2 separate regions of the Zea mays genome follow, and region 1 is linked to region 2. Evidence: chromatin contacts called from public Hi-C data. All regions are on one chromosome and are shown on one strand. The core of a region is the stretch at or near the end of the contact, and the rest is flanking DNA. Distances in the headings are between cores, read along the strand shown.

What was found. Hi-C and Micro-C count contacts between places; a contact is called where the count stands out from the background.
Region 1: a Hi-C map of tassel shows a contact between it and region 2, with 1.6 times the contacts expected there. The contact joins the promoter of LOC100193449 here to the promoter of LOC100279727 in region 2. A contact is called at or near these places in 2 of 25 Hi-C or Micro-C datasets (leaf and tassel).

What each region holds. Positions count from the first base shown.
Region 1 is chr2:227,056,958-227,059,891 of Zm-B73-REFERENCE-NAM-5.0, reverse strand. It overlaps LOC100193449 (vacuolar protein sorting 26), which reads right to left and starts at 1,395. Exons shown (of 11, transcript NM_001138567.1): 1 at 1,160-1,395; 2 at 948-1,022; 3 at 759-833; 4 at 593-665; 5 at 181-225. The coding sequence starts at 1,162.
Region 2 is chr2:226,854,875-226,857,875 of Zm-B73-REFERENCE-NAM-5.0, reverse strand. It overlaps LOC100279727, which reads left to right and starts at 1,342. Exons shown (of 12, transcript NM_001152686.1): 1 at 1,342-1,623; 2 at 2,847-3,001. The coding sequence starts at 1,421.

The DNA.
Region 1 (2,934 bases), core at 146-2,645, 200 kb before region 2:
AAGGTGCCAAGTTATACATGTTACAGATAACCATTGTAGTAAAGAAGAGAGCGAAGAATATATGAATTAAACAAAGGTACCATTTAATAGTGCTAGTAAAACAAAATAATGATAGAACAGAAAACAATAGTTTCAGGAAACCACATTGACATCTTGAATAAATTCAACAGAAAAATCTACCTATTGAAGTGAAGTCGTAGAAGTTGCCTCTGTCAAAATACAGCTCTGTAGTACAAACAATGGCACACAAAATTTGTTAGAACCTATCAAGAGATATAAAGTGTCGAAGAGCAGCATTATATCTTATGGTTGGAGAACAAGGATCAGTTCTCAGCAATTGCTCTTGCTTCATCTTCCAAATTTTTGCAATTTGTCAGTAGCCCAACGGTTCACCATGAATGGAAATTGAACAAAACTCTGACTGTGAATACACTTCTACAAATCGTTTCTCAACAAACAGTTCATTCAACGAACTGGATCGACTGCCACACTCATATGGCTCCCTATATCGCACTAGGGCACCTAGGTTTAGAACAGAACAGATCAGAGGAACATGGGAGAAATTTGGGGAGTAGCACAGTCGAACTTGTACCTATCTGACCCAGCAGCTCAATCTTCACACCCGTGTGTTCAAGCCTTTTACCTGGGACTGGAGCGATCGACACCTGCATGCAATTTCGTAAGGACTTAACCCACTCAAGTCACTCACACCAGCGTGAACAGAGAGGAAAAGGAACCACAACTGGCACTAGCACTACCTCTCCGGCTATGGTCTCAAGGGTCTGGAAGGCCGGCACCATGACAGTCTTCCCGTTGTCCTTCTTGATCTGGACCTGCAAGTGTTCAAGGAGCCAATCAAATTGACCCAACAGCAAGCCCGATAAAAATCTGTAAGGATGTAGCAGTGACATCAAGAATCAGGAACGAAGAGGGGAGTGAGGACGCACCTGCTTCCGGGTTCTCTCATCGGCGAATGTGACGAAGATGTCGCAGGGCGGCTTGAATGCGCCGATGATGTAATTCTGGGACAGGAAAGAGTGCAAATCAGAGGGGATCTAACCTCTAAGGCTCCACGCGCCGTAAAGGTGCCAAAGATGCCATCTTGGAGAGGGAAACGAATTAAGAGCAGCCAAGATTAGATGGCCTGGGCGTTGATTACCATCGTAGCTTCTGGGTCAGGGAAGCGAGTCCAGCGGCGATCCAGAGATGGCGGCCAAGCTGGTGCGACGGCGACGGCGACGGCGAAGGAGGGAGGGGATCACCGGCGAATCAGCAGCATATGCTTAATCTGGTGAAACTCCTGAGTCCCAACTCCCAACCTGAGAGGCTGACTGCCTACATGGGCTGAGCCGCTGAGCTCACCTGACTGGACCGTTTAGCCTGGATCAGCATGAGCAAATTTCGGCGCAACTGGTTCAATCGCATGAGATGATGGGCTTGAAACCACAAGCAGAAGTGGAAAGCTTCGTGAGCTCAAGGTCCAATTCTGGATTACACGGAGACAGGCCCATAAGCGCAAATATTAAAAGAAGTGGATCTAAAACTGCTAATACTCTTCTAAACGGATCCTATACATTATTATTTATAAAGTTATTCTATCTCTAATCTAGGACCTTGCTTGGAGTAGGGAAAGATTTTTTTTTCTAAATCTTATTTTTCTCTACAAAATCAAATTTATTTCCATAAAATTTATTGTATGATCTTTTATAAAAAAATCTTTTATTTCTAAAGCTGACCTAAAACATAAATTTATAGGGGTGAAGAACTTCTAGAGCACAACCTGAGGAGAATGTATCCTATGCTAAGACCAACTTTATGAATATACGATTAGTAAATTTAGATACTTCACTCAACAACCTTCGGCTGAGCATGTGGATTTTTTTAAATATGTAGCTAGACGCAGGAGAGAAGAGTGTGGAAGATGTTTTTTTTAAAACACGTCAGTTGTAATTTTTCAGACAGATAATAAATTCTTTCATCTAAGATCTAGAGGTTGTTTGAGTGTTAGTTTAAAATAAGTTAAATTATATAATTTAAAATATTATAATCACAAATATATAGGTCTCTAGATGTGGGCCAGCAACCTGGCCACGCTATGACACACTGCATGATGAAGGAAGCTCGAGCTCACATGGTGACAGGGCCGGCCTTGATAGGGACAGGGGATGGCTGTCATGGGCCCTCGAAACTATGGGGCCTCTAAGTATGTATTAAGTATATAATGTATGCTATAAATTTTTAGTAATAGATTTTAGTTTAGTCACCATTCGGTAGTATATTCGTTAACTGTAGTTTGTTGGAAATGTAAGAAACGAATCGATGAGTCTGCCGCTGTCTTAGAGAAAACAAATCGTCGCAAACTGATAGTGAGACGCAACTACACACTGAGTGCATGTTCGTTAGATGCATGTAACCATAGTGTATATGTACTAGTCCTTGTATTAGTCCTTGTATTATATATGTGTGTATTTTTTTCAATCTCACAGATTCATGATTGATCGTTGATTATTCTATATATGGTTCAAAAGTCAAAAAAAAAGTCCCAAACTCTTACCTTACCTTGGCACTAAGTGATTAAAAGGGCAAGATAAAAGATTTTTTTGATAGGGTATTATATGCTATAGAAATTTTTGAGCATACAAAGAGGTGGATTGTTATCCTAATATCTCTATTGCATATCAAATCTTATTTATTGTGTGCGTGAATGTTCTATCCGTCGAAAAAATCTTTTTAAAACTAAAATTAGTGAAAAACTATTTGAGACCAAAATTATATGTTCATAAGGTTTCATATATATATATACTTAAAGCACCAATTTCAATGGTCATTCTGCATTATCTTTTTACAAAAAAGTCAATACATTTCTTCCAAATCAACTCAGCGTAAAATATTAAAAAACAAAGCAACAGGTGGGGTGTGTTATTAAAAAGTGGT
Region 2 (3,001 bases), core at 93-2,592:
AGGTTGGGGTGGAGCGGGGTGGACGAAAGGAACCTAAGATAGTGCACACCAGCAAGATCGGCCTCATCAACTGTGTCGCAATGGAGGAAAGTCGCATCCTCGAAGAGGGGGCAGCATGGATGAGCGCTCCGGCGACATCCGTGTCAGCCTCGCCGATTTAGAGACCTCGCACCACAGGGACTGCTTGGTGAGGAAGGAGATAGAAAGGACGGCGATATGGGCGGGGCACCTTTGGAGGTTGTCGGTGACCCTGTGCTTGAAGCCCGAGGGCGGGTTGACCTGCCACCCCGCTACCTCCTTCCGCAGGACGCGGCGTAGAGCTGTGCCAGCACGCAGCCGAGAGCACGAGACACCAGAGCGCTGGAGCCGGAAGCAGGAAGGACACGACGGCGCAACATGAAGATTCACGGTCGCGGAGAAGACCGAACGGGGGGGGCAACGACATGGCTACTTTGCTAGGGAGGAGGGAACACGGAGCGCCGACCATCTCCACCGGCGCGGGGGGGAGGGAGGCGGTGGAGTTGCTGGCACCGTGGTCCGTGGTGGGAGCTAATGGGAGCTCTGGGGGGCCTTCTCTGATCTGGAAGCTTCGCGGGCGTCGCAGAAAGAAGGGTAGGATGCTTCACCGTACGTCGATACGCGATCTGACAGTTGCAATTTTAGACGATGACGTGGATAGGCTAGGGAGTGCCGTTTTGGACCGGCTTTGTTATATAGAAAATTATAACTAGCTTTTACCTAAATATTATGATTTATAATATTATATTTAAACAATGGTTCTTAAAACTATGGTATTTTTGAATCTGACTAAAGCTATGATATTATTGTAATAGTAAAGTATATAGTGTTGTAGTTTTGAGAAACATATTAAAAATCATAGGTGATGATGGGTTGATGGCAAATTCAATAAACCATGGAAAACTATGCAAGCATGCAATTCGTGATAAGCTGTATTTTTATTCGGGTGTTTGAATGCATTAGAGCTAATAGTTAGTTAGCCTAAAAAAATACTAGTACAATTAGTTAAATAACAAATAGCTAACTAATTATTAGCTAATTTACTAAAATTAGCTAATAGTTAAAATATTAGTTAGAATGTTTGGATGTTACTTATCCTATGTTCTAAATTATAGTTTGTTTTAATTATATATGTAGCTATACAATATTTCTATACACAAAATAACCTATGAACTAAAAACATAATAAAGAGTGAATATTCACTTATATAGCTCGGCTTTAATGCAAAGTGATACGGAAATCCTTATAAAAAAAGCGACGAGTCTGTGGTGTACCGTCTACCACGGAGCCGCCGGTCCTAGCCTGGAACCAACCACCTCATCCGTCTGCGTGTGCGCGCTGACTCCCCCCTCTCCCAAAACCCCCACACTCCCCCTTCGGCATCTCCGATATCCGTTCAGCAATGACCATGAACGCTGCGATCGCCTCCCGACTCGGCCTCGCCGTCTCCAGGTGTGGGGCTGGGTCCCGAGTGGACAGCCGGCCGCTGACGCCGGCAGTGGGTTTCACGGCGGGGCCGAGGGCGCGCTCAGTAGCCGTCACCGCCGCCTCCTCTTCTCCGGCGACCGGTGGCGTGACGCCGGTGCCACCCCGCTCGAATCGCTCGTAAGATCTCCATATCTCTTTGGACTTCCTGTTGAATCTTGTTCGCGGGACTATCGTTTTTCCCTTTCAATTGTAATGTGTCTTAATACTGCGCGGATGGGACTATGTCGTTTGTGAGGAATTTAGCGGAGCTTTGTCGTATTGCCAGTGCCAGAAGCCAGAATTCTGTGGATCTCGGCGAGATTCGTTAGTTAGATAGATAGATTATGCTGACCTGGTGGTCATGTTGAAATCTTGCATTGAAGTCCCTAAGAAAAATGGTATTTTGGTAGTGCTTTACATGATTATATAGAGTACATGAATTGTTAAGGAAAATAGTTCCAGAGTACTTTTGGAACTGGCTACACGTTTTAATGCTAATCATTAATGCAATGGGGGTAAAGGTATCGTCACATTATTGTGACCATATTAATATGGAAATTAAAAATCCTTGCACCTTTGGTATGGTATTGTTTAAGAAAATAAACATGTTAATGTGCTAACATTTCCATTTTTGCACCATATGGCATATAATGTAATTTAATGGTCTAGCTACTAGTATATGTGTAAATGATATGTACTATGGGCACTTGACCGAGATTACTAAAGAAAAATCCGATCGAATGGGTCCATGGACTTGGCTATGAGACTACGAGGAAGGTCCATATAGAAGAGGCTTCCCGAAGATCAGATAGGGAAAAATCTCGGCCGAATAAGGGATAAGCGTGTAAACATAGAGTTGGACTTGTACAACTTGATAACGGACTCGGTGTATTCCATTTAACCGTCATCCCTCCTTAGGATATAAAAGGAGGGATGGAGGAACTCCCTGAAGAACAAGATACAACAGATCCACCACATACATGACGTAAGGTATTATCTCACATCGAGAGTCCGAACCTGTCTAAACCATCGTGTCTCTTGTGCCTTAACATTTAACTTTCAGTCTCGTGATAGGAATAATCTTCGACAATATGATTTGGATTCACAAAGCAAGTTCAAACACTAAATGAATCAGGTTTTAGATAATATGACCAAGAAAAAGTTAGATTTAATTTACATGACTAATGCATGTCCATGAAAAACAGCAAAGTAGCATGCATATATTGTAAATGTTGTAAATAGTTCGATCCTATGTTCCTATGGCAAAGTGCTATTAAGCATGTTCAACTAATTATTTATTTTTAACATCATTTACTGCACTTTCTCACTGATGTGCCTTGGTGAATTTCCTTAATTTGTAGGGTTATGAAGCGTCACACGCTATCAGTTTTTGTTGGTGATGAAAGTGGGATGATCAATCGAATTGCTGGGGTTTTTGCTAGAAGAGGATATAACATCGAGTCATTGGCTGTTGGGTTGAACAAGGATAAAGCATTATTTACAATAGTAGTGTCAG